Regions from separate parts of the Mus musculus genome. Here regions 2, 3 and 4 are each linked to region 1. The links are chromatin contacts, called in public promoter capture Hi-C maps. All regions are on one chromosome and are shown on one strand. The core of a region is the stretch at or near the end of the contact, and the rest is flanking DNA. Distances in the headings are between cores, read along the strand shown. Region 1 overlaps 4930467D21Rik (RIKEN cDNA 4930467D21 gene). Region 2 holds the start of Antxr2 (anthrax toxin receptor 2). Region 3 holds the start of Prdm8 (PR domain containing 8). Region 4 holds the start of Fgf5 (fibroblast growth factor 5).

What was found. Promoter capture Hi-C pulls out the DNA fragments that hold promoters and counts their contacts.
Region 2: a contact with region 1 is called in a promoter capture Hi-C map of hippocampal neurons, with 2.8 times the contacts expected there. The contact joins the promoter of Antxr2 here to the enhancer-like site in region 1. A contact is called at or near these places in 5 of 39 promoter capture datasets (the 3T3-L1 cell line, the C10 cell line, hippocampal neurons and 2 more), 1 of 115 datasets of contacts at active chromatin or transcription factors (large pre-B cells) and 1 of 9 other capture datasets (pancreatic islet).
Region 3: a promoter capture Hi-C map of hippocampal neurons shows a contact between it and region 1, with 14 times the contacts expected there. The contact joins the promoter of Prdm8 here to the enhancer-like site in region 1. A contact is called at or near these places in 8 of 39 promoter capture datasets (the 3T3-L1 cell line, 3T3-L1-derived adipocytes, the C10 cell line and 3 more), 1 of 15 datasets of contacts at CTCF or cohesin (pro-B cells), 4 of 484 Hi-C or Micro-C datasets (the C10 cell line, cerebellar granule neurons, cerebellum and 1 more), 9 of 115 datasets of contacts at active chromatin or transcription factors (astrocytes, differentiating embryonic stem cells, embryonic basal ganglia and 6 more) and 1 of 9 other capture datasets (liver).
Region 4: a contact with region 1 is called in a promoter capture Hi-C map of hippocampal neurons, with 3 times the contacts expected there. The contact joins the promoter of Fgf5 here to the enhancer-like site in region 1. A contact is called at or near these places in 5 of 39 promoter capture datasets (the 3T3-L1 cell line, hippocampal neurons, liver and 1 more), 1 of 115 datasets of contacts at active chromatin or transcription factors (embryonic forebrain) and 1 of 9 other capture datasets (embryonic stem cells).

The regions. Positions count from the first base shown.
Region 1 is chr5:97,414,580-97,417,279 of GRCm38.p6, reverse strand. The region is part of intron 2 of 4930467D21Rik (RIKEN cDNA 4930467D21 gene); the gene reads right to left. Among named protein-coding and RNA genes, the nearest start is that of 4930467D21Rik, 24 kb to the right of the region's middle. Within about 2 kb of position 1,324, at least 25 of the 459 cell types and tissues checked have an H3K27ac peak or open chromatin away from gene starts, as enhancers often do. A contact at or near this core is called in cerebellum, embryonic basal ganglia, hippocampal neurons and 1 more, where this site is marked.
Region 2 is chr5:98,029,630-98,032,329 of GRCm38.p6, reverse strand. Antxr2 (anthrax toxin receptor 2) reads left to right here and starts at 1,313. Exons shown (of 17, transcript NM_133738.2): 1 at 1,313-1,932; 2 at 2,675-2,700. The coding sequence starts at 1,781. It also overlaps Gm42759.
Region 3 is chr5:98,179,612-98,182,311 of GRCm38.p6, reverse strand. Prdm8 (PR domain containing 8) reads right to left here and starts at 1,443. Exons shown (of 4, transcript NM_029947.2): 1 at 1,200-1,443.
Region 4 is chr5:98,252,906-98,255,605 of GRCm38.p6, reverse strand. Fgf5 (fibroblast growth factor 5) reads right to left here and starts at 1,422. Exons shown (of 3, transcript NM_010203.5): 1 at 846-1,422. The coding sequence starts at 1,194.

The sequences.
Region 1 (2,700 bases), core at 75-2,574:
TCTGACCTCCCGGGCATTTACTATCAACAACAAAATCTTAAAGACAACTCACAGGACTGAAGCAGCTAGTTGGCCCATTCTCAACAAGTGCTGAATCTTGAGAGTACATAGGAAAGGGTCGCTCAACTTCCTTCCCAGCACCTTACCATAAATGTATTTCTAAAAGTCACAGCCACCATGTGACTGACCCCAAGTGAGAATTAAAAAGAAAAAGTGGGGGGTGGGGGTGGGGATAGCAAGGGAGAAACAGTGCTAGAAAAATCTTCTTGCTTTGTTTTTTTTCAAGGAGACCTTGCCACTGTAACAGGCAAACAAGGCATTATAACAGCTATTGGCTGCTGTTAATGCCTGATACAGGGAGCAGGCACTCCAGCTCTGAATTTGTCAAACTAATAGTGCTTCATTCTGTCTATGAGGCAGTGCCACTTAATAGGCAAGCGTGTTATGCTCTCATAATGGTAAAACTGAGACAGGGAGAGGGTGAGCAGCTTCCTTAAGGCCAGACAGCTTATATCTGGGAAATTTATAACGTGGCACCATTAGTAGTAGAAAAGTAATTTGCTATATGAGTTTAAATATATGCCATCTAAGTGTTAATACAGATATATTCTTACACACATGTAAGAATACCTGCACCAGAAATAACTGGGTCCTATATGCATAGTGGAGTGAATTGGGGGCCATTATTCTATGGCAGCTCATATATACAGCACAAAGTATTCAAAAGACAGATCCTTAAATAGTAAATACTTCCTAACTAGTAAGACTATTAAGCACATTGTCTAAGCTCTGCCACAACTTAAAAAGATATTATTGACCTAAATATTTGTAATTTTATGAGCTGCTCCAAGATACTCTAATTACAGAGACTTCCTAGATAACATAATGTACACTGTACTGCAAAACTCAAGTCACTGTACAAATGCGATTATTTGTTTTTATCATTTAAATATGGGATATTAATGATCTAGTGCAAGAAAGACTTTTTAAAGTGAGCATATTCAAAGCACGTGGCAAATAGCTGCTAAAATGGGGAAGATAAAAGCTCTCTAAGGGGTGGGGTGTTTTCATGTGTATCTGAGATGCAGCCTGTCACAGAGTGCCATAGCCATGAGTTTCATTTTAATCGGTACTGTGGTAGCAGATTGTCAGAGGGGTTAAGGATGATGTCAACCATGCCTCTTTTCAGCTCTCAAGAGTGTGGCAAAATGTATTATTTGGCATAGTCGTGACACAGATCTGCATGTGTATGTCTTCAATAATTCATGTTGCAGCTTGTCTCACTGTGGGGACAGATGTCAGTGAAACCAGTGACAGCCGATCATGCTGATCCCACACATAGTCACGTGGGGCCGATCCCACAGCGACACTGAGCTTGCTAGATACTTGCTCTGCTCCACTGGAGCTGAGAAAATACAGTGCAGCAAGTATGGGTCTAGGGATCCATGTAGGATTTCATGGGAGGAGTACATACTAAGATGTATCCCTGTTTTCATATAGTTTCTCAAAAAACTGAGTGCCATATATACCGGGGGATTAATGTGTGTGTGTGTGCATCTATCTATCTATCTATCTATCTATCTATCTATCTATCTACCTATCTACCTATCTACCTATCTACCTATCTACCTACCTACCTATCTATCTATCTATCTATCTATCTATCTATCTATCTATCTACACATACATAGAGCATGAAGAAATCTCAGAGTTCAAGGCCAGCCTGGTCTATAAAGCAAGTTCCTGACCAGATGTCTATCTATCTATCTATCTATCTATCTATCTATCTATCTATCTATCTACACATACATAGAGCATGAAGAAATCTCAGAGTTCAAGACCAGCCTGGTCTATAAAGCAAGTTCCTGACCAGATATATTCCATGTCAGCTAGAGCAGGGAGACACTGTCTCTGGAAACACACACACACACACACACACATTCATTATTCTTAACAAAATCAATTATTTGTGATAATGCATAGAAATATGTCTCCTACAAGTGATTCTATAATAGCAATCCTGACTAACCTGTCTACTGCCTCATGGTCATGGTATGTAACAAATGTGATATATTTAGAAGAGTACAACAGGCATTTTGACCTCAACAACTTATCTTTATTTCTCATCAAGACTAGTATTTTCTTTTAATATTAAACATTAATAAAAATGAATGTTTCAAATACTGTAAGAGCAACACAAACACTTATTGTGTATTGCTTAAAATATGGAATATAAAATGCAACATAGGGAAACTTTCCTTCTACCCAGATTACTGAAACCTATATGCATACATCTCTCACTTATGTTTCAAGGTAAAAAGGCCAGGCTAAGAAAATGTAGCTGAAGGTATACAAGTCCAGTTTCTACCTCAAAGCACTCATCTATTTTCACATAAAGAAATTCAAAGATGGAGAAGTCCCTAAATCCTCAAAAGTCCAAATGCTATTTAATATTTCTAACCCCCCAAGTTTACTACTTAAACCTGTATAATCTCTTACATCTAGAAACACCATGAGTATGTGTGCATGTGTAAATCATACATACGAATACATTTATGCAAGAAAATATAATTAACACCGAGCGGGCGTATTTTTGTGGTTACATGACATGTTCTTCTGCTATAGCTGACTTTCTCTTAGACAGAGGCTTTTAAAAACAAAACAAAACAAAAACAAAAAACAGGGCCTCAAAATGCAGCC
Region 2 (2,700 bases), core at 64-2,563, 620 kb before region 1:
CTCTGAATTCATGTCTCTCTACTTGTAGATCAGCCAGCGCAACTCTGAGACCTCATCAGACAAGTTTCTCAGTGCAGGGGATGGTGGTTAATGCACAAACCCACAAATGGTCAAATCGAAGAGAATAAATGCTCGTGGATTGCCCAGCCACAAATGGGACATACAAATCACAAGCCCTCCTTAACGTTCCAGGACAATCCACAAAGGGTGGGAGTAAGGTGAGTGAAAAGATTCACAGAACTCTAGGTCAGGGGCACTACAGCTCAGCGCTGGCCTCTGGGCATGACGGGATTGCTGCATGCATGAACACACAGCCGCTGAGGTTGTCGCACAATATCCTCAGAAGATCAAGCCAGTCAACCTGCTAGCATGGAGTGGGAAACTTTTTTTTTTTTTTTTTTTTTTTAATGAAATCCCACCGGTCACCCTGGAGCTATGCACAGTAGAAGGCTTCCGAGTGGGGCTATGGTTTTCTTTAAGGGTGTGGTTCTTTGAAGGCTAAACCTACTCCATTGAATGGTCCCCACGTGGACCAGGAGTATATAGACTGCTCAAATTGGAGTCTATGGGTTCTTGACAAAAGGGACACGAAGTTGAGGTGTGTGTAGGGAGGTGAGGGTTGATTTCAGAGGAGTTAGGGGTAGGGAGGTGTTGGGTGTGTGTGTGTGAAAAATATATATGATCAGTACACGTCGCATGAAACTCTCAGAATTAATGAAAAATGGAAAAATTATCAAATAGAAAAAAAAAGAGAAAGAAAAGAGGAAGTCCCCTTTCTTAAACCTTAAATCCTGCGTCACTAGGTCGGTGTGTGATGGATGAAAGGTGCGGAGGGATGAGGCATAAGGCCGTCACTATCCAGGAGACAGCTGGTCCTGAGTCTCTAAACCACGCGGAGGGCCGTTCCAGCACAGCTGGGGAAAACAGGCCGGGCCAGGCTTGCGGGAGAGTTGGATATGTTTAGTATCTAGAGGACGTTTGTTTTTCAGAACTCCTCTCTCCCTTCCGAAATCTGGCAGGCGTTAGTCATCCGCTGCTCAGCACGAACCCTCAAGTGTGCTTGTGTGGCTCGTCGGGCTTCCTCCCGGCGCCCCGCCCTCGGGCTCGCACGAGCAGACCGGTCAGCGCCCACTCCCACCCCCCAGGCCTGAGGTGCCCGGCGGCCTGCCGCTCCCCCGGGTGCTTAGCATCCCGGGCTGCAGAGGCTCGCCCCGCGCGGCGCGGCGCCAGGTTGGGGCAGGGAAGAAAGTTATAAAGTGCCGCGAGGAGTTGGGCGGTCCGAGGAAGAGAGGCGGAAGAGGAGGACTCGGCTGAGTTCCCGCGGCGATCGTGGGGTCCGCGGGTGCCTGTCCCGCAGCTCACCACCGCAGCTAGACGCCAGCCTTTCTGCTCCCGGGTGGGCGCCGGAGACTCAGCGGGAGGCGAGGAACTTGTCCCGAGAGCTGTCGCTGCGGGCCTCATTGTCTGCAGCAACTCTCCGGAATCCGGAGTGGGAGAACTGGACTCTGTCCACTGGGATTTGCCCAGAGTTCCGGCGGCAGCTGTGGCGGCTGCGGAGACTCTCTTTGTCCTCCCAGGACCTCGCTCTCTCTCCTCAGTGGCAGCTGTTGGGTGGCTCTGAGCTTGGAGAGGGCATCCCAGCCCCGCTCAGCCTCTGACCCCCGGGCGAGTCCCCGGTGACTCCGCCTCTTTCACGTCTCTGCTCTGTGAAGCCCGGAGCCCAGAACCCCGAGCCCAAGGGACTGTGAGCCAGAGAGAGCTGCCGGGCCCCGGCCACAGGATGGTGGCCGGTCGGTCCCGGGCGCGCAGCCCTGGGAGCTGGCTGTTCCCTGGCCTGTGGTTGTTGGCTGTGGGCGGTCCGGGGTCGTTGCTGCAAGCCCAGGAGCAGCCCTCTTGCAAAAAAGCCTTCGATTTGTACTTCGTACTGGACAAGTGAGTGAAGGAGGACTGTGGGGTCAGGGTCTCCTGGGGGGAGGGCAGCTCTGAATCAGCTAGGACTGAAGTTGAGATGTGTTTGGATTCTGGGGGAGGCGACGAGGGAACTCTCCCTAGTGTGCATGTGGCTGACTCCTTTCAAAGGCAAGCTCATTAGCTGTACAGGAATAGGGGCTGCGAGACTCCAGGGCTACTTGGTTCTCCAAAGGAGAGGCGTGCAGTGCTTTTTTTGTCCTGGAATCTTTTGGGAAACGGTAGTGTGGCCACCTGCAGCTCGTTTCCTCCCAGGAACTTTTGTGCCTCTTTATCATACTCCCCCTAGACCCCCACGGACATTCTAAAGTTTGCCTAATTTTATCCTGATCACACTGGGAGCCAGGGGGGGGGGGGGAAAGCCTTAATATACCCAATGTGGCTTGCATTTCCTGAGAAATGAGGGCTTGTGTTTTTATTTTGAAAAGCCAGGTCTCTCTCTAAACAGTACAAAGCAAGTGTCCCCCCCCCCCCCCCCAAGAAGTGTGGTCTTCCTGGTTTCCTTGATTCAGCCCAAACACTAAAGTTTCAGCTCTGAACATGGACATGAACAAGCACACTTAACTTTGAAGAGGGGAGTCAGTCCCCGCCCCCTATCCCTGACCCCCGACCTCCACCCCCCATCATGCGCCTTTTAAAACTGAAGAAATGTTTGCCATTAAGGCCCACTTTTTGTCTTTCTGATCAATTTATCTTCCTTTTTCAGGTCTGGCAGTGTAGCAAATAACTGGA
Region 3 (2,700 bases), core at 194-2,693, 760 kb before region 1:
AAGCCGTCTTACAGGGATCGTTTCCTTCCTCAGCCACTGGACACCCCCTGTAATACTTAGCACTTAAAGAAAGCAATCATTTAAATTATTTAAACTAGGTCTTAGTTAGCCATGCCATTTTTCTTGGGGAAATCTAACAATTCCTCTAAGTTGGTTTTTCCCTAGCAGTTTCACCAGTGACAGTGATTGTCTCTGTATTTATATACCTTAAGTGGCCGTGGGGAAAACCGATCTTACTCTTTTCTTGTTCAGCTAGCTTCTCATTAAAGAAAAATATAGGCGATGTGTATTTTGTTTAAATCAACATCCACTAGCCAATTGCCATACAAATGTAAGAAAATGCAATGCCTGTAACTTTGGCTAGCCCCTTTCCTATTCGTTCTCCCATATGCCCCAAATGGCAAGTATATTTTCCAGACAGTGGGAATAAGAAAAATAGCCACAACATAGAAAGTTTATGATACTACTTTCTGTTTCTGCACTCGTCCTGTCCCCTTCTGATTTCCAATTGCAAGTCAAATACGTTGCAGAATACAGGTTCTCTCAGCTCCCTTTCAGTATAAACCCTCTTTCTCTTCCCAGTTGCCTACATTTCAACGGTTTGTACCTTGATTTCTGCCTCGCGTTTGAAAGTATTCTTCACAGAAGCTTTTTATTGTGACAGGAGATCGCCCTCCACTTTGGCAACAGCAGGGACTCAGTCATTAAAATGCAGTTCTATCTAACAATACAGCGAAAAGGTCCCACAGCCGGGCTAATAGCGGTCCATGCTGCCTCGGTGGCCGCCTTGACGCAAATCAGCCACAATAGCGATAGGCAGGACCCCGGGCTTTATAGTATCTAGCCTTTCACAGTCCTACGCCCATCCCTAGGCCCGGGTTCTCTTCCTTCGCAGATCCTCCTGGGAAACTCAGAGCCAGCTGGGCTCGCTGAAAGCCGGTCGCTACTGCCGGATGCTCTCCCTCCACTCCGGGCTGGCATTGTCTGGCAGCCGCGAGCTCCCCAGTCCCTAGCTTCTCCAGAAAAGTGCTCCTACCCGCTCCTCCCTTTGTATAATCTTATTGGCAGTGGAAACAACATTCCGCGTCGTTTCCCTCCTATCTTCTAGATAACGAGGAAAAGGGGGACAATTTTTTCACTCCTTGTACTCAACCTGTCCTCTTCCCATCCCCCTCCCAGGTCAAAGCAAATAGACTTACCAGAAATAAGGTCAGGACCGAGTCGCCCAAATAAGGCCACCTGGAACCAACGGGGTGCAAGCCAGTGTTCCTTCCTGCCTATTACATTAGTGTATCTCCATGTCAAGAGGTGTCGGTGTCAGTCTTGTGGGTTCTGTCCAAAGAGAGAAGAGAGATGCAGATAGATTAGGAGAGAGAGAGAGAGAGAGAGAGAGAGAGAGAGAGAGAGAGAGTTGTACAGATGGACCCGATGCAATGACTGACTGGCACGCAGACACACACTTTTTGTTTGCTGCACATAATCTGCCCAATGACGCGTGACAGCCCACGTCCCCTCCCTTTAACTCTTGCCGGTCTGGGAGATCCCTCCGGCGCCACAAGCCTGGTTTTTCTGGACTGCCCGCGCTAGGCAGATCCTAAGCTCCTTCCCGAAGTGGCATAGCCTCCCCGAGAGCATCCTGGCCTGCCTTCTCCTGCAGCTGGGTCCCTCTGGGACACCTGGGTTGGCAAAATCCGTTTCGGGCTCAGGAAGGAAGGTGTCAGAAGGAGCAGAGCGGTTCTTTTCCGTTTTGCTGGGCACTCAGAGGACGTAGGACAAGGAGTTGAATTGGCTATGTTGCCAGCGCGTGAACTACTTGCATATGTCCCTAGAGTTTGAGTGGTATGTCCCTGCTCCCCCAAAAGGAGGGTGAGAATTTGCCCCGCGGGATTCTTTGGCCATTGACTGCCGCTGATCTGTGAAGCTAGTGGCCTAGGAGGTGACAAACAGACTTCCTTAAAATGCATTCATGCCACCTAGCAGAGACTCCCGTGTAAATACTGGCGACAGGGGGTATGATTTGGTGGGAACTCGGCTAGCCATCTCCCATCCAATGGGATGGGGTAAGAAGATAAGTCTGGAATGCTGCCAGACACCTAAAGGGACTTCGGCTGTTTTTAGGTCCCAGAACAAGGGTCTGTGCGTGGATATGGGCTAGGAGGGCGTTGCTGGGAAAAGCCTAGGTCATTGGACTCAGGTGTTAAAGCTTTTCACCTTCTGTGCTCTCTCTGTATTTTGTGGTTCCCAAGGGGGTCCCATAATGGCGGCCAGGATTCTAAGACCTCATGATACAGAAAGGATGGTTCAAAGTTAAAAAAAAAATTACTGAGAAGGACTCTCAAGAGCCTTTCACATCCAGCCGTTGATGGAGGAGTGGACCGAATCACAGGAGTGAGGCTGTCTCGGGAGTCTCGTTTGTGCGCTAAGCCACTTAGAGGCGCTGGCTTGTCCTCTGGAGCGGCAGCTGATGCTAATGACTTGAGGTCTTTGACAGCCAGAGAGTTTTCTCCTTCTGCGGGGGCCACAAAACAATGACGCTAGGGGCTCTCTGGCTGTTTTTCTCTGGTAGGCTTTCTATTCCTAAGGAAAGAAAGGCCTTTGAGTGGCGCAGGCAATCCCTCAATTCCTACCCCCACTCTCCCGGAATTCAATTGAGCAATAGGTCAGGTTGAGTATAAATCCAATTGTATAGTTTACTCGCTA
Region 4 (2,700 bases), core at 173-2,672, 840 kb before region 1:
TAAGTTATGCTCAATTTACAACCATTTCCAACCTCATCTGTAATTCTTTTAAAATTAAGAACTTTACTCCATCTGTCCCTGGAAACCAAAGGTTAACATTGTCAGGGTCTCAGCCTACTAAATGTTGTTAAACTCAGCACCGGACTTAGTCATAATACTGTCTGTCCGGTTTTCCAGATCATGTTGCTTTCTTGCAAGCAGAACTTTGCCCTTCCAAAACGCATGTACACGTAAATTCTACGTAGACCTGTGTAGTTGGTGTGCGCGCGCGCTTATGTACGCATGTATGTATCTACATATGTATGTATTCGTGTGAAAGATACCTAAGCATTCGGAGTTACATAGAGATATTAATAAACAAACATAATATGGGATATATAGGATATTTGTAGTTGGAGAATGGAAGTACTCAGATGGGTTCTTTTCATAAACGTAAATTATGTACAGGGAATAGAGATATACTTAACGCTTAAAGAAAAATGCGGTTCTAGTTCATAAGTAGAAAGAAATTGTACCAGGAGAAAGATTGTTACTTCTTTCATTATTATTATTATTTTTTTTTCTTCTCCAGCTAGAGTGGGTGGCTAGTCTTTTCGGCCCGGGCATTCTGGAAAAGAGCTGCCTGTCTCACCTCGGTAACCTCACCTGGGCTTACCCATGCTTACTACCCAAGACAGAAGGGTGCGTCTGCTCGCTCTGAGTAGACGCATCTCCACGAAACCCTACCGGACTCTTTCCAGAACCAGCAGAGTCCCAGACGCTAGGGCTCCTAGAGGTGCCTGTGGCCCAAAGGAATCTTGACCGTCCCTCCCAGAACAGGTTTTGTTGGAGAGTGAGCAACTTACTTAACACACTGGCTTCGTGGGAGCCATTGACTTTGCCATCCGGGTAGATCTGCAGATGGAAACCGATGCCCACTCTGCAGTACAGGCTGCCGGTCCGGCGCCCCGAAGGGCTCCACTGGAAACTGCTATGTTCCGAGCCGCTTCCTTGGCTGCCCGGAGAAGCTGCGACTGGTGAGGAGGCAGAAGACGAAGAAAACGTCGCGCTACTTCTGCCCCGGCTGCCGCTGGAGTCTCCCGGGTTCCTAGGAGGCGCGGGTTGCCCTTCGGGAGTGAGACGCTTCTCCCCGTGAGCCCAAGCGCTGTGGATCAGGTGGCTGCAGAAGATGAGGAAGAGCAAGGACAGGCTCATTCTTCCGGCCGCGGGGGTCCTAAGTGCATCTTGCAGGGCTGGCTCCGGGCTCCGTAGCCCCCGCGCGGCTGCGTGCCTCTGGCGCTGCCTCCCTCGCCGCACAGGGTGGACATAGCCTCGGGGAAGGGAGAGGGAGAGGGGGAGAGAGAGAGGCCACCCGAGCGGATCTCGGCGCTGGCACCGGGATATTTATAACGCCAGTGATCTCACTGCTCCGTGCACGCCTGCGAAGCTTCCCCTCACCCGCCGCTTTGTGTACTCACGGCCGGTACGGGGAGGGAGCGCCGCGGTCCCGGGGGCGGGGGTGTGAAGGAGGAGGGAGATGCGATCCCGGGAGTGGGAGGAGGTGTCTCGCCCTCAGAAGCTGCCCCCGGGACGCTGGCTGCGACCGTGCACGGGTCATGCAACCCAGCGGTTGTCAAGAGCCACCCAGTCACCCCACCCCCTGCCCGAGCCAGCGGCTCCGGAATCGGCTCCGCGCGCGCTGCTCTCCACGCAAGGGGCACGGACGGACGGCAACGTGGGCATGGGTTCCCGTCCTCTGTGGTCACATGTGTCCCAGCCAACTCACTCTTTACCCAGCACCCGCATTCCAGGTTGCTGGCCCCTGCCATCTGGAGCCTGGGAACCACTTTCCGAAGGGAACCAAAAACTGATTGGCAGCAGAACTTGGGAAGGTTTTGGGGTGGCCCAGGGTGGGAGAGAAGACTGGTTTCTCGCTGTTATTGATTTATTAAAGAACTAAGGTGTGCGTTTATTTCTCCACTAGAGAGCCACCCTGAATTGTTATGCCAGGTCTCAGGCTGCCCTCTAAGAAACTCTGTGGATGCACGACGTGTCCAGCTTTTTCTTCAGGAAAACCCATGTCTGTGTTGGAACAGGTGAACGCCCTCGAACATACACACACACACACACACACACACACACACACACACACACCAGACACACTTGAACTCCAGGCAAGGATGAATTGAGTCTGAACACCAGGACTGCCCAGTTGTCCTCTCTGACCCCATGATCCGTTGCCTGGAGGAGTTAGCCAACAGCTCTCTTCAACTTCCATTGACTGGAGGACCGACCCTAATGAATGATTAATGACAGGCCCCTGAATCTCAACCTAGGGAAACCTGAGAAGGAAGAATTTCCCCGTACGTAATGCTGGGGCTGTTATTTATCTGAGAAATATACCTGACTTGCATTCTTGGAATATTTCTGTCTGAAAACATATTTGAAACTTTAAACTACACTATGATATATCACTCATTGGTCACTTAAAATGAAAAGTCAATGAAGCCGCCCAATGGGGTCAACTCGCATCAATCATGCGAGATGTTAAGACATGACTTTATTAATTACTGAGTATCTGCTTCAGGCTTCCTATCTTCATAGTGAAAACCTATAAAACAGATGTAGATTTGTTTTCAGAATTGCAAATCTTCCGTGGATTGGGGACAAGGCAGCTGATAGCCAGTCACCTGATCAACACAGGAAATCGCCAAAGGGAGT